Regions from separate parts of the Oryctolagus cuniculus genome. Here region 1 is linked to region 2. Evidence: chromatin contacts called from public Micro-C data. All regions are on one chromosome and are shown on one strand. Each heading gives the region's core, a stretch centred on a gene start, on an enhancer-like site or on the middle of the called end of the contact. The rest is flanking DNA. Distances are from core to core; before and after follow the strand shown.

What was found. Hi-C and Micro-C count contacts between places; a contact is called where the count stands out from the background.
Region 1: a Micro-C map of ear pinna shows a contact between it and region 2, with 4 times the contacts expected there. The contact joins the enhancer-like site here to the promoter of EVL in region 2. A contact is called at or near these places in 3 of 6 Hi-C or Micro-C datasets (ear pinna, psoas muscle and an unstated tissue).

What each region holds. Positions count from the first base shown.
Region 1 is chr20:43,889,033-43,896,242 of mOryCun1.1, reverse strand. No RefSeq gene overlaps it. Among named protein-coding and RNA genes, the nearest start is that of DEGS2, 17 kb to the right of the region's middle. Within about 2 kb of position 1,747, at least 8 of the 8 cell types and tissues checked have an H3K27ac peak or open chromatin away from gene starts, as enhancers often do. A contact at or near this core is called in ear pinna, where this site is marked.
Region 2 is chr20:43,718,805-43,726,063 of mOryCun1.1, reverse strand. It overlaps EVL (Enah/Vasp-like), which reads right to left and starts at 5,699. Exons shown (of 15, transcript XM_070065396.1): 1 at 5,203-5,699. The coding sequence starts at 5,207.

The sequences.
Region 1 (7,210 bases), core at 498-2,997, 170 kb before region 2:
TTGAGTGCAGGTGGAGTCCTGGCTCCTGGCTTCAGCCTGGCCCAGCCCCAGCTCCCAGCTGTTGCAGGCATTTGAGGAATGAACCAGCAGATGGAAGATATCGGTCGCTCTCTCGAATAAATAAAAATAAACTTAAAAAAAAAAAAGTACAAAAGAGAGAAAGGCCATGGAGGATCAGAGAGGTGCAGTAACTTGCCTGAGGCCACACAGAATTCAGACGTAAGTCTGTTTGGCTTCAGACTTGATTGTGACAACTCTGCCCCTGCTCAGTCCCTGGTCTGATTGATACTGGGGCAGGGGGCACTGTGGAGGCAGCGTGTGACTTGAAGAGAGATCACTGATCAGATGTTGCTGAAGTGAGACCCTGTTGAAGATGTGTCGAAGGCGTGAACTTCTGATGTGGTGCTGGTTTGTCTGGGCTGCTCCACTTCTAATCCAGCTCCCGGGAAAGCCGTGAAGATGGTCCGAGTGCTGGGCCCTGCACCAGTGGGAGCCTTGGAAGACGTTTCTGGCCGTTGCGGCAATTTGGGGAGATGGAAGCTCTCTCTCTGCCCTTCCCGCATGACTGCCTTTGCAGGCTGGGTATAGGGGAGGAGGGATGGCGCCTACCAAGGCCCCACCCAGGGCCAGCAAACCAGCAGATTGCTCCTAAGGGGACTGCTGGGCTGTCTCCCTAGGGTAGCCACAGCGTGTCAGGCGGAAGGGGCTGGGTTTGAATCCAGCCCCGCCCCTGCTGGATGAGTGTGGAGCAGGACCCTGCACAGCAGCCAGGATGGCCCTGACGTGATGGGAGGGGCTGCCGAGGAGGAGGGAAGGGGATGAGATGGGCAGGGCTTTTTGTTTAAGATGTATTTATTTTATTTATTGGAAAGGCAGATTACAGAGACTCAGAGGCAGAGAGAGGGAGAGAGAGAGAGAGGTCTTCCATCCACTGGTTCACTCCCCAGATGGCTGCAGCTGCTGGAGCTGTGCCCATCCGAAGCCAGGAGCCAGGAGCTTCCTCCTGGTCTCCCGCGTGGGTGCAGGGCCCAGGGACTTGGGCCATCCTCCACTGCTCTCAGGCCACAGCATCGAGTTGGGTTGGAAGTGGAGCAGCCGGGACTGGAACCGGCGGCCATATGGGACGCCGGCGCCGCAGGTGGCGACTTCACCCGCTGTGCCACAGCGCCGGTTCCCCGCCCGAGCACGGCTCTGACAGACCTTGCAGGTGGCCACCCACTCCCTTTGGCCCTGATGTCAGCGCAGGCCTGTGGCCCTGGCACGAGGGGCCCCACCCCCAGCCTTGCCCCCCAGCGTTTGGCCCCGGGGAGCGCGGTGCCTCCCTCCCAAGGCTGGCCCTCAGGCCGGCGCCCCGACAGTGGCCGGGGCAGCAGTTCCTCAGGCCTGGGTCCACCGGCACTCGGACTGTGCCCGCTGCGTGCCCGGCCTCTGCGGCAGAGGGAGGACGCTCAGGGTGGGAGGCAGCCCCAGAGGGACCCGGGGAGGGCTGCGTCCAGGCGGCGCCCGCGGCGGGGGCTGGGGAGCCGGAAGGGCCCGCAAGGACTCCCGTCTTGATCCCAAGACCGCCCTCCGGCAAGGGAACACATCGCGCTGGCCGCCGCCGGGGCCCGCGGAGGCCGCGGAGGCCGGGAGCGAAGCCGCCCAGCCTCCCTCAGCCTCGCCGCTCCGGAAGGACACGTGGGCTAAGACCCCGCCTCCCCCGCTGGTTGGCCCGAGCTTGGAGCACGTGACCGAGGGAGCCAATCGCCGCGTCGCGAGGGCCTTGCCCCAGGCTCCCGGGCCCGCCCTGACGGATCCTCCCGTCTGGGAGCCGCGCCGAGGCCGGCCGGCAGAGGGCGACCGAGGACAACTGACCGGCGCGGGGCGGCGGGCGCGCGCCCCGGACGTCCGCTGGCCGCCAGGTCAGTTTGCGGACGGACTTCCTGCGAGGAGCGCGCGGCTCCGCGTCTGGCGGCCGGCGCGTCGTTCCTGCCGCGCTCCGGCTCGGGCGAGCTCCGTGGGGGCTGGCGACCTGGGGCCGGGCCTCCGCGTCCCGGGTTGCTCGCCGCCTCCTCCAGGGAGCTTTCCGGGGCGCGAGGCTCCCCGGCCGACGTGCTCAAGGTGCCCTCGGCCCTGAGGCGTGGCCACTCGGGCGGCTGCTCCCGGGATGGGGGGCCGGCGTGGTAATGGCCGCCTCTCCCCAGGCCGAGGCCCTGAGCTTGGTGTGGACTCCCGTGTTCGCAGCCCGCGGTCCCTGGTGGGCGGAGGGCGTGCCCCGTAGACAGCATTCGGGGGGCGCCAGTTGGGCCCACGCGTGCCCACGACAGGGCCACGCAGCGGCCAGCTGCACCCACCGGAGCGGGGAAGATAGGGCCCCGCGCAGGGCAGCCTGGGAAGGGGGCAAGGACTTTGCTCCGCACCCTCTTCACCCACCTGCTGGCCTGGGGGGGGGGGGGCTGGAAGGGCCGCGAAGCGCCCCAAGTCGGCCGCTGTCTCCTGTTATCTTAGCTTTAGATCAATTAATTTTACTCTGCCTTTTTTATATAAAAATATATATATTTTAAAGATTTATTTATTTATTTGAAAGAGTTAGAGAGGTAGAGACAGAGAGAGAGACAGGTCTTCCATCTGCTGGTTGACTCCCCAAATGGCCCCAACGGCCAGAGCTGAGCTGACCCGAAGCCAGGAGTCAGGAGCTTCTTCCGGGTCTCCCACGCAGGTGCAGGGGCCCAAGCACTTGGGCCATCCTCCACTGCTTTCCCAGGCCACAGCAGAGAGCTGGCCTGGAAGTGGAGCAGCTGGGACTCAAACTGGTGCCCCATATGGGATGCAGGTGCTTCAGGCCAAGGCTTTAACCTGCTACCCCACAGCGCTGGCCTCATATTTATATATATTTTAAAAAGTTGTAGAGGGCTGGCGCCGCGGCTAACTAGGCTAATCCTCCGCCTTGCGGCGCTTGGCACACCGGGTTCTAGTCCCGGTTGGGGCACCGGATTCTGTCCTGGTTGCCCCTCTTCCAGTCCAGCTCTCTGCTGTGGCCAGGGAGTGCAGTGGAGGATGGCCCAAGTGCTTGGGTCCTGCATCCCATGGGAGACCAGGAGAAGCACTTGGCTCCTGCCATCGGATTAGCGCGGTGCGCCGGCCACAGCGCGCTGGCCGCGGTGGCCATTGGAGGGTGAACCAGCGGCAAAGGAAGACCTTTCTCTCTCTGTCTCTGTCTCACTGTCCACTCTGCCTGTCAAAAAAAAAAAAAAATACAAAATATGGCCCTGTTTGGTAATTCAGGAGAAGGCATTAAAAGCAATAACAGCCTTAATTGGTAAATGTAACCAGTTTTAATTTTCAGGACATTTGGCCGGCGCCGCGGCTCACTAGGCTAATCCTCCGCCTTGCGGTGCCGGCACACCGGGTTCTAGTCCCGGTTGGGGCACCAGATTCTGTCCCAGTCGCCCCTCTTCCAGGCCAGCTCTCTGCTGTGGCCAGGGAGTGCAGTGGAGGATGGCCCAGGTGCTTGGGCCCTGCACCCCATGGGAGACCAGGAGAAGCACCTGGCTCCTGCCATTGGATCAGCGCGGTGCGCCGGCCACAGCGCGCCGGCCGCGGCGGCCATTGGAGGGTGAACCAACGGCAAAAGGAAGACCTTTCTTTCTGTCTCTCTCTCACTGTCCACTCTGCCTGTCAAAAAAAAAAAAAAAAAAAAAAAAAAGCTCTGCGGAAATACAGTCAGTTTAGGATAGAGAATTCACATAAATCACATCTGTGCCAACAGTTCTAGCAGGTCTCCAGCTTAACTCTCATGTGCAGAATCTTCGGCCGGGGAGTTAGAATTCCTCACCACGGACGCGCCGTTTGCCTTGCGTGCGTCCTGCTGCGTGACCGCGATGCGGTGTGCTGGCGCATGCAGATGGGGGCACGCGACCTGGTGCCGAGGTGGTTCTGTCTTCACCCTGACACACACTTGTTGTTGCTGCCAGGTGATCTTGGCCCGGTGCCGTGCCCACTTCTGACCTCGGCTTTCTGGCTCATTCCTGGCGATCCCCCTTGCTCCATTCCTTTCTGGGCTGTTGTGTTGGGGAGTGTCTTCCGCCGCCAGTTGAACATGAACCAGCTGGCACGCATTTCCCTTTAGGCTGAAGCCGGCTGATTTGCATATATCCACGTGACAAATTGTCTGGATCTCAGTGAGATCATCTGTTTTTATGCTTTCTATTTTTGTGGTTTATGAAAATATTTGCTTTACTTAGATGCATCTTCCTTCTGCCATTTTGGAAATTGTGTATTTTTGTACTTGTGGTCACCTTTCTAGTTTTATATAACACACTCAGTCCTTTATCTGATGAGTACCCATTGACTCCCAACGTGAGTAATCAAGACACCATTGTGTTTTCTCTTCCGCCTGCCTTCCCTCCCTTCCGTAGCCTTACCACACATAATTACAAATGCAAATATGACGATAAAGCACACTAACTATATCATATATTTAATATCCGTGCATATAAATACTTGCATCTATCTTTGCATCTAAGACACTGATTTAAAATGTTCCATTGATGTGGTAGCAACTTTTTTTTTTTTTTTTTTTTTTTTAAGATTTATTTGAAAGAATTAGAGAAATGGGGACACAGAGACCTTCCATCTACTTACTTGTTCACTCCCCAGATGGCCGCAACGGCCGGGCAGGCCACATGGTGGCAGGAGCCCAAGCTCTGGGGTCATGTTGCCCTGCTCTCCCAGGCGTGTGAGCAGGGCGCTGGATTGGAAGTGGAGCAGCCAGGACTGGGGACTTGAACTGCTGCTCACTGGGACGCTGGCATCGCGTGGGGAGGCTGGGCCCCTGTGCCACAATGCCAGGCCCCCACTAGCAGCCTTCTGATTAAAAATGAAGCTGCGTCCATTCCTGCAGAGAGCCGCCCCGCCGTGGCCACACTGAGATGGAACTGGAGCGCATCAGGGTTCCTCCCTCCGGAGCCCACGTCCCTGCTGGGCTGCCCTGGCTATGCATCGTGTCCTCACCTCACCTGGGTGGCTGGGAGGAAAGGCCGTGTCCTCGCCTGTGTCCTTGTCTGCCATCACCCCCGTGGGGGTCTCTGGGGGAGCCACCTGGGTGTCAAGGCCTCGGCTGTGTCACCCTGCGTTCCAGGCAGCACGAGGCTCTGTGTGCATGACATCACTTCTGTCCTGCCAGATTCTTCTCTGTGAATCTGGGCCTGGTTGATACTAGGTCAAAAGTAAATCACGCTAGATAACATCTTAATTAAAATGTCCTGGAAGTTTCCCAGACACCCTAGTCCCAGAATCCCAGAAGAACCCAGCATTGCCCAATGCCGACCTGCGGCTGTGGCCATCACGCCCACTCTGCCAAGCCTCGTCCAAGCCCTGGGCTCCGGCCTGCCCAGCCAGGCACCCTTCGCTGGACCACACCTCGTACCTTGCTCCCTCTCAGCCGTTGCTTCTGCTTCTTCCCCCCGGGATGCTGCCCTCACTCCAGTTTTGGCTGGCCCAGACCCTCGGCCACCGCGACTCAGCCTGGAAACCACTGCCTTCTGGACGGCACCCCTCCCTCCTCCTGTGCCCGTCGCGGCCTGACCATGGCGACCGGCCGGGACCCCGCTGGAGGCTCAGGCATCCCCTCCTCCTCTGAGCGTCTCTGGTCAGAGCAAGGGGAGCCCCAGAGCTTCCTGGGAAGAGCTTGTAGTCAAGAGCTGGTTCCCATGAGCCACAGCTTCTGTGGCTGAAAAATGACCGTGTTGATGTTTGCTCCCCAGCACTGAGGACAGAAGTCCTGGGCTCGGCGGGGGTCCACAGCTGAGAAGAGACCAGTCTGCCTGATGGAAGGGGTTGGAAAACGGGGAACTATTCTGAGTACTGGTGATAGGTTGTCATCTTTTTTATTTATTTGAATGAGTTTACTGCTGGTTCACTCCCCAAATGGCCACAACAGCCAGAGCTGAGCTGATCCAAAGCCAAGAGCTTCTTATGGGTCTCCCACATGGGTGCAGGGCCCAAGGACAGGGGCCATCGTCCACTGCTTTCCCAGGCACGTTAGCACATTAGGCACATTCCAGTCCAGGAAGTGGAGCAGCTGGGACTCTAACCCGTGTGCATATGGGATGCCAGGGCTTTAACCCGCTACACCACAGCACTGGCCCTATTGTATTACTGTATTATTGGTGTATTTATTTACAGTAAAATGCAAAAGCTTGTTTTTTTTGTATATATACATTTTTTGACAGGCAGAGAGAGAGAGAGAGAGAGAAAGGTCTTCCTTTTTCCGTTGTTTCACCCCCAAAATGGCTGCCATGGCCGGTGCGCTGCACCGATCCGAAGCCAGGAGCCAAGTGCTTCCTCCTGGTCTCCTATGTGGGTGCAGGGCCCAAGGACTTGGGCCATCCTCCACCGCCTTCCTGAATCCAATGCCCCAACTGGGACTAGAACCCGGAGTGCCGGTGCCGCGGGCGGAGGATTAGCCTAGTAGCTGCGTTGCCGGCCACAAAAGCTTTGTTTTAAAAAAGATTTATTTGGGCCGGCGCCGTGGCTCAATAGGCTAATCCTCCACCTTGCGGCGCCGGCACACCGGGTTCTAGTCCCGGTTGGGGCGCTGGATTCTGTCCCGGTTGCCCCTCTTCCAGGCCAGCTCTCTGCTATGGCCAGGGAGTGCAGTGGAGGATGGCCCAGGTGCTTGGGCCCTGCACCCCATGGGAGACCAGGAAAAGCACCTGGCTCCTGGCTCCTGCCAGGATCAGCGCGGTGCGCCGGCTGCAGCGGCGGCCATTGGAGGGTGAACCAACGGCAAAAGGAAGACCTTTCTCTCTCTGTCTCTCTCTCTCTCACTGTCCACTCTGCCTGTCAAAAAAAAAAAAAAAAAAAAGATTTATTTGGGGTTGGTGCTGTGGTATAGTAGGCTAAGCTTCTGCCTGCGGAGTTGGCATCCCATAGGAGCGCCAGTGTAAGTCCTGGCAGCTCCTCTTCCGAGCCAGCTCTCTGCTGTGTCCTGGGAAAGCAGTGGAGGATGGCCCAGGTGCTTGGGCCCTGCACCCACATGGGAAACCTGGAAGAAGCTCCTGGCTCCTGGCTCTGGATCGGCCTGGCCCTGGCCATTGCAGCCATTTGGGGAGTGAACAGCACATGGAAAATCTGGCTCTCCCTCTCTGTGTAGCTTTACCTCTCAAATAAATAAAATCTTTTTAAAAAGATTTATTTATTCGAAAAGCAGAGTTAGAGAGAGAGTGAG
Region 2 (7,259 bases), core at 4,450-6,949:
TTTAGCCGGCGCCACGGCTCACTTGGCTAATCCTCCGCCTGGTGGTGCTGGCACACCGGGTTCTAGTCCCGGTCGGGGCACCGGATTCTGTCCTGGTTGCCCCTCTTCCAGGCCAGCTCTCTGCTGTGGTCCAGGAAGGCAGTGGAAGATGGCCCAAGTGCTTGGGCCCTGCACCCCATGGGAGACCAGGAGAAGCACCTGGCTCCTGCCTTCGGATCAGTGCAGTGTGCTGGCCGCAGCGCGCCGGCCGCGGCGGCCATTGGAGGGTGAACCAATGGCTAAAAGGAAGACCTTTCTCTCTCTCTCTCACTGTCCACTCTGCCTGTCAAAAATAAATAAAATAAAAAATAAAAATAAATAAAAAATCTGATGTTTATAAAATTGGCTTACCTAGATATATAAATACAAACACCACCACTACACCAGCAAAACTCAAAATGATATTACTATAATAAAAGTTGCTCAAATGAAAATAATTCTCCACAAAGTAAATATGGTAATGTACTGTGCTAAACACAGGAGAACAGAAGAGTCTAGAAAGACACACGGGGTCAGTGCTGTGGCGTAGCAGGATGTGGGTGATGGTTCAAGTCCTGGCTGCTCCGTTTCCAACCCTATTTCACCTGGAAAAGAGGGGGCCCCTGCACCCACATGGGAGACCTGGAAGAAGCTCCTGGATCTTGGCTTCAGATTGACCCAGCTCCAGCCATTGCAGCCATCTGGGGAGTTTACAAGCGGATGAAGATCTCTCCCTTTATCTGTCTCTACCCCTCTCTGTAACTTTACTTTTCAAATAAATAAATAAATCTAGAGGAGGGGAAAAAAAAAGACACACATACATGGCCTGTAGCCCCAACAGCTGGCTTTGTGGCTTTTTTAACGTGACTTCCACAGCCATCTGGAGAACTTTCCTCCTAACACCGACCTGCAGCGTTGGGCTCACACATGGACTTGGTCATGCCTGTGTTAGCTAATGCAAGCTGGAGGTGACAGCAAGGCCGGAGTCCGTGCCTAGGTGTCCTATGCCATAGCCTGTAATCACACTGCACTCTGTGTAACTCCAAGATGGACAAGGTGCCCTTGGCCCAGATGGAGTGGACCCCTGGCCTGTGGCCAGGCATACCGACGGGCTGCACTGGCCTTCCCTCACATCTACAAGGCTGGCCCCACGGGGGCAGGTGAGCGTTCCAAGCATCAGAGGTGATCCTCTCTCATTCAACCACTGCCGTCTGCAACCACACGGCCCTGGGTCTGGGACCCTGACGCCAGCCCCGCCAGCCCCCCTGGGAATACTTCTGGCATCTGCCACACACGTCACCGCTGCACTCCAGCACCTGAGCAGTGCCCGTGAGGGAAGTGCAGCGTTGGCCTCACTCCAGTTCTAGACAATTTCGAAGAACATTTGAGAAATACTTACGTACGAGACCCACTGAAACAAAGTTTAATGAGAAAAAAATACTTACATACACAGAGCAAATTTAATGATCTGACTTCTGGAACACTTTCTTAAATATAAAAATGTTAATGCCTACTTATTAAATCTATAAAAGAGAGGGAAAACGTCCACAGGACACAATCCCATGGCTAAGCAACTCGGGTAAATAAGCTGGTATATGGCACACAGTGTGCATGCGTAGGTGGGCTTTCTCAAGTAGGTGCAGGAAGTGACCTAGTGAACATCTATAAATGATTTACGTATGGGGACCAACCCCATCCAGTCCGCTGCAGGCAACTCTAAGTCCTCAAGAGCCGGCTTCTGAATGAAGATATGCAAATATAGATGATCTGTTGGAAAACAAAACAAGAATTCAGGCTCTCCATGTGGGACCAGGTGCCCAAAGTGGCAGCTTGCCCACCACAAACACGTGCCCCATGGGTCAGTTTAACTGCGGGTTACACACAGCAAGAGAGAGATCCGCGAGGCGATGTCCAGGACACAGAGCAGGGCTGGGTGCCTGGCCTAGCCGTGTGCCCGCATTCCACGCTGCAGTGCCTTGGTCTGGGGCCTGGCCTGGGCTCGACTCCAGCTTCCGGCTAATACAGACAGTGAGAGGCGGCAGTGAGGGCTCACAAACCCTTCCTGCCCTCTCTCCCTCCAACCCCGCCTTGGGAGACGTGGTCTGGACCCATCCAGTCCCATCTCTGCAGTTTCAGGCATTTGGGAAGTGAACCAGTAGACGAGAGTACGTGCGCCCTCTCTCTCTCGCTCCTTCTCTGATGAAAAGGAACCGTAACAACAAGAAAAATGGAATGAAGAACAGAGAGGCAGACATGGAAAGCAGAGGAAAGGCTAAGAGGTGTGGAAGACGCAGGAGACGGCCACATACACATAACTGTGGTTCTGGAAGGCAAAGTGAAGAGAGCACAGGACAGGGCATTTCGGCACTACTCGGTGACGACTTCCAAAGCTAACGAGAGACCCAAGGCCACAGATCTGAGAAGCCCCAAGAAGCCCAGCTCTAAATACAAAGAACTCCGTCCCAGGGAGAGCCCAGGAGGAGTGCTGACAACACAGGAGAATACTTTTAAGGCAGCCGGAGAGAAACACTGAGCACTTTCAAAGGGACAGCAGGCTGACAAGTGACTTCTCAACAACAACGAAAAGTCAGAGAGATGAAATGGCTTTAAAGTGCTAAAAGAAGGCCGGCACCGTGGCTCACCAGGTTAATCCTCCGCCTGCGGTGCCGGCACCCCAGGTTCTAGTCCCAGTTGGGGCGCCGGTTCTGTCCCGGTTGCTCCTCTTCCAGTCCAGCTCTCTGCTGTGGCCCGGGAAGGCAGTGGAGGACGGCCCAAGTGCTTGGGCCCTGCACCCACATGGGAGACCAGGAGAAACACCTGGCTCCTGGCTTCAGACAGGCGCAGCACGCCGGCAGTAGCGGCCACTTGGGGGGTGAACCAATGGAAAAAGGAAGACCTTTCTCTCTGTCTCTCTCTCACTAACTCTGCCTGTCAAAAAAAAAAAAAAAATGCTAAAAGGAAAATGATGGGACTCCAAGAACTCTGTAACTAATGAGAAGACTCCAAAAATGGAGACAGGGGCCGGCGCTGCGGCGTAGCAGGTAAAGCCTCCGCCTGCAATGCTGGCATCACATCTGGGTGCCGGTTGAGTCCCAGCTGTTCCACTTCCAATCCAGCTCTCTGCTATGGCCTGGGAAAGCAGAGGAAGATGGCCCAAGTCCGCCACACCCATGTGAGAGACCTGGAAGAAGCTCTTGACTCCTGGCTTCAGATCGGCCCAGCTTCGGCCATTTTGGGAATGAACCAGCAGATGGAAGATCTCTCTCTCTCTCTGCCTCAGCCTCTCTGTAACTCTGCCTTTCAAATAGATAAATGTGAAGGAGAAGGAGAAGGAGAAGGAGAAGAAGAAGAAGAAGAAAATGGAGACAAGTGTAGGAACACAACATTGTGGTAACGGTTGTATCACCCGATGACTGGGTCCGGGTCCTTGTCTCCAACGCAAGAAAGGATTCACGGACCAGACACAGGCAAAGGTTGGCAGCGGAAGCTACATTGGCATGAGTGGTAAAGCTACGGCTGGAGAAGGAGAGCAGGAGCCCCGCAGGGCGAGCCGCCCACCACCCCACCAGGGTCAGGGCCATTGAAGTTTGAACTGGAGGCCTGGGGCGAGGCGGGGCTGAACTGATTGTTCACAGAGGACATAGTTTGGGGGGGGGGGGCGTGTGCACACCCATTTCCTTAACCTCTTGTGGACAACTTGGAAGTGTCATGCCATCAGCTGCATGATGGAAGCCAATGTGACAGCCGTGGTAATTTTACCACAACGACCTGATAATGAGCTACAGGCGATCCCCGGGCCGCAGCCAGTGGCCATGTTGGGTTGGGGCCAGTGCTGGTGAACGGAGGGCTTTGGGGGGTGCAGGTGGCGCTGCAGGGGGGCTGGCCCTGCGGGCTTTGCTCCCTGCCTCCTAGCCCACATCAGCCGAAGCCAGCCGCCCTGCGCTGTTATCTAAAGGAGACCAAGTAACCCTGAAAAGATATTCAACCCCAGTAGTTCAGGGGAAGCCACGCGCGGATGCCCCCATGCGCGCCTAGAATGCAAGCCGGACAGGACCCAACGCCGTGCAGAACGCAGACGGCGCACACGCCCGCCGCACAGCTTCAGACACGCGCGTTAGCAGCCAAGTAGCTCACGAGCGACACGTGTGCCTCCTCAGCCCGGTAGCACACGCCCTGGCGAGCGCAGAGCCCGGCGCTAGCGACAGCCCCCAGGTCCCCCGCTCACGACAGCGCGGTCCCAACAGCGGAGGCCACCCGGACCCACGGCTCCCGAAGCCCCCCGCAGCGGAGGAGGACAGCCACAAGGAGCGCGGCCTGCGGCGTGGGCGCCGGCTCAGCGCCCCGGGACGCCCCCGACCCCGGAACCTGACAGCAATACCGAGGGGGCGGGAGGCGACCACCGCCCCGGACGGCCCCCGACCCTGGAACCTGACCGACAGCGGCACCGAGGGGCGGGAGGAGACCACCGCCCGGGACGCCCCCGACCCCGGAACCTGACCGACAGCGGCACCGAGGGGCGGGAGGCGACCACCGCCCGGGACGGCCCCCGGCGCCGGAACCTGACCGACAGCGGCACCGAGGGGCGGGAGGAGACCACCGCCCGGGACGCCCCCGACCCTGGAACCTGACCGACAGCGGCACCGAGGGGCGGGAGGCGACCACCGCCCGGGACGACCCCGACGCCGGAACCTGACCGACAGCGGCACCGAGGGGCGGGAGGCGACCACCGCCCGGGACGACCCCGACGCCGGAACCTGACCGACAGCGGCACCGAGGGGCGGGAGGCGACCACCGCCCGGGACGACCCCGACGCCGGAACCTGACCGACAGCGGCACCGAGGGGCGGGAGGCGACCACCGCCCGGGACGACCCCGACGCCGGAACCTGACCGACAGCGGCACCGAGGGGGCGGGAGGCGACCACCGCCCCGGACGGCCCCCGACCCTGGAACCTGACCGACAGCGGCACCGAGGGACGGGAGGCGACCACCGCCCGGGACGGCCTCCAGGTCGGCCGCGGCTACCTCGGCTCACCGCCCGGCGGGCCGGGCCTCGGGTCCGAGCGCGCGGGCTGGCGATCTGGAGGGGCGCGCGGGACGACGGCGGGGCCGGGGGGCGCTAGGCCGGCTCCCCACAGCCCTGCTCCCCGCCGCCCGCGAGCGCCGAGGCGCCGGCCCCAACTCACCTCATTGTCGCTGCCGGCGGCGGGCGCGCGGGGCGCGGGGCGCGGGCGCTAGCGGGGGAGCCGGCCCCGGGCGCGGCGGCTCCGCGTCTGGCTGGGCTGCGGGCGGCAGCGGGGGCTCATCTTCTCGGGGCGGGCGTCGCGGCCGCTAGCTGCGGGGAAGGGCTGCGGCGGCGGCGGCTGACAGCCGGGCCCCGGCCCCTGCCATCTTGGCGGGCGCGCGTGCCCGGGCCGGCGCGAGCGCGCGAGCGAGCGCGCCCGGGCCGGCGGCCGACGGGGTAGGGAAGGGGGCGAGCCCGCCGGGGTCCACGGGGGCGCGTGAGCGCGCGGCCGCCTGGGAGTCGGGGCGCGTGTCAGCACCCGGGCCGAGGTCGGGGATGCGCGTGCGGCCTTGGGCCCCTGCGCCCGCCGAGGGGACCGCGCGCGGCTGCGTCTCTTCGCCCGCAGCCTTTGAGGCAGAGGAGCGCGCGCGCGGCGGCCGAGGCCGGACACAAAAGGCGCGGGGCCCCGCGGTCCGCGCCTCTGGGGGGGCGGGGCCGGAGGCTGCAGAGGCGGGGCCCGGCGCTGAGGGGCGGAGCTTCTGGAAGGCGGGGCCAGGGCGGGGGGGCGCCGGCGGGCAAGTGGTGCGCGCTCAGCTGCTGCCCAGAGCCCAGGGCTATGCGCGTCGTGGCTGAGGGCTCGGGCCCCTGTACCCCGGGGCCGACCCTGGCCCCAGGGGCGTCGAGGCCTCCGAGGCCGCCGCCGACCGACTTCCTCGCCTTGTGGCTGAGGAGCCCAGGAGGGCGGGCGTCGCAGCCTTGGGGTCATCTCAAAGCCAGAAGGACCCAGCACGAGCCCTGCCTCGCCCCCCGAAACCAGAGCTTGTGAGAATCGGGGAGTCGTCCAGGTTTTCTCTGGTCTCCTGATTTTTCAATCCTGATCTTTCCTAGGAGTCAGGGGCTGTGATTGCTGTTCGAGTTCAGAGCCCAGGCCCTCGGCGTTCCCCCTCGCCACGTGTGAGCGTTTTATTCCCGGCCCGGGACCACAGTGTGTGCTTAGGGATCTTGCCCGGGCCACGGTCCACAGTAGCGCGTGCCCAAACCACGGCTTTGCTGGGGTCTCGGAATCCCAGTGTGCGTCCAGGTGAATGTCCCCCATGCAGGGTCCAGCGTGGGTCTCCCTGCCTCTTCCTCACTGGGCACAGGCCCTTGGCCGGTGTCCCCAGCCAAGCTTGAGAGGGGGCCTTGAGCAACAACCCGCTGCAGCCCTCAGGGTTAGTGCTCCTCCCGCCACGATGCGGACAAGGCTTTTGTCACTTAGACATCCCAGGTGTACTGTGGGGAGGCAGGGTTACCCCCAGTCAGCACTTGTCATATATAAGCCCTGGATATGAGCCCGTTTACTGGCAGTCTTTCCACTGGGGGCCCACTCTGACCTCCGTCTGGCATTGTGCCGGCTGCCTGGGGGGCCTGCGGCTGCAGGAGGGGGGTTGCAGGGAAATGCTGATGGCAGACTTGCTGTTGAACCCTAGCACCAAAGGCGAGGGGCACAGACCCCTGCCAGGCTTTCTCTAGAGGACTCTGGGCTGGGGGGACAAGGAGAAAGAGAAAGTGACCGGCCCGGAGTCCATCACCCAGTGGGTTCCCGGACCTCGCTGCATCCGGCTCCGGGAGAGGTCGTTTCTTGCACCCGCTGTTCGTTCCCCAGAGGCCTCGGAGAGCAGGAAGGGCGGGGGCAGGACAGGAGCCGTGCACACCCCCTCCTGTGCCCGGCCTCCCCTGGACCACCGCTGGCCTCTGGGTAATCAGCGTTAGACGCTTGGAGAAGCAGGGGGCCCACGTTTGTCCCGCAGCTCAGACTTGGCCTCGACTGACAGGTGGGAATCCCAGGGTCGGCTGAGGTGCCCACGTCTGCACCACCCGCTCGTGAGCAAAGCCTCCGACCTCCAGCTTCTCACCCTCACTCGCTCCTCTCCTTCCCCTTCTCTGATTTGCTTCATTTTTCAAAAAAGATTTATTTACGGGCTAGAGCTGTGGTGTAGCAGGTCAAGTGGTGGCCTGCAGTGCCGGCATCCCGTATAG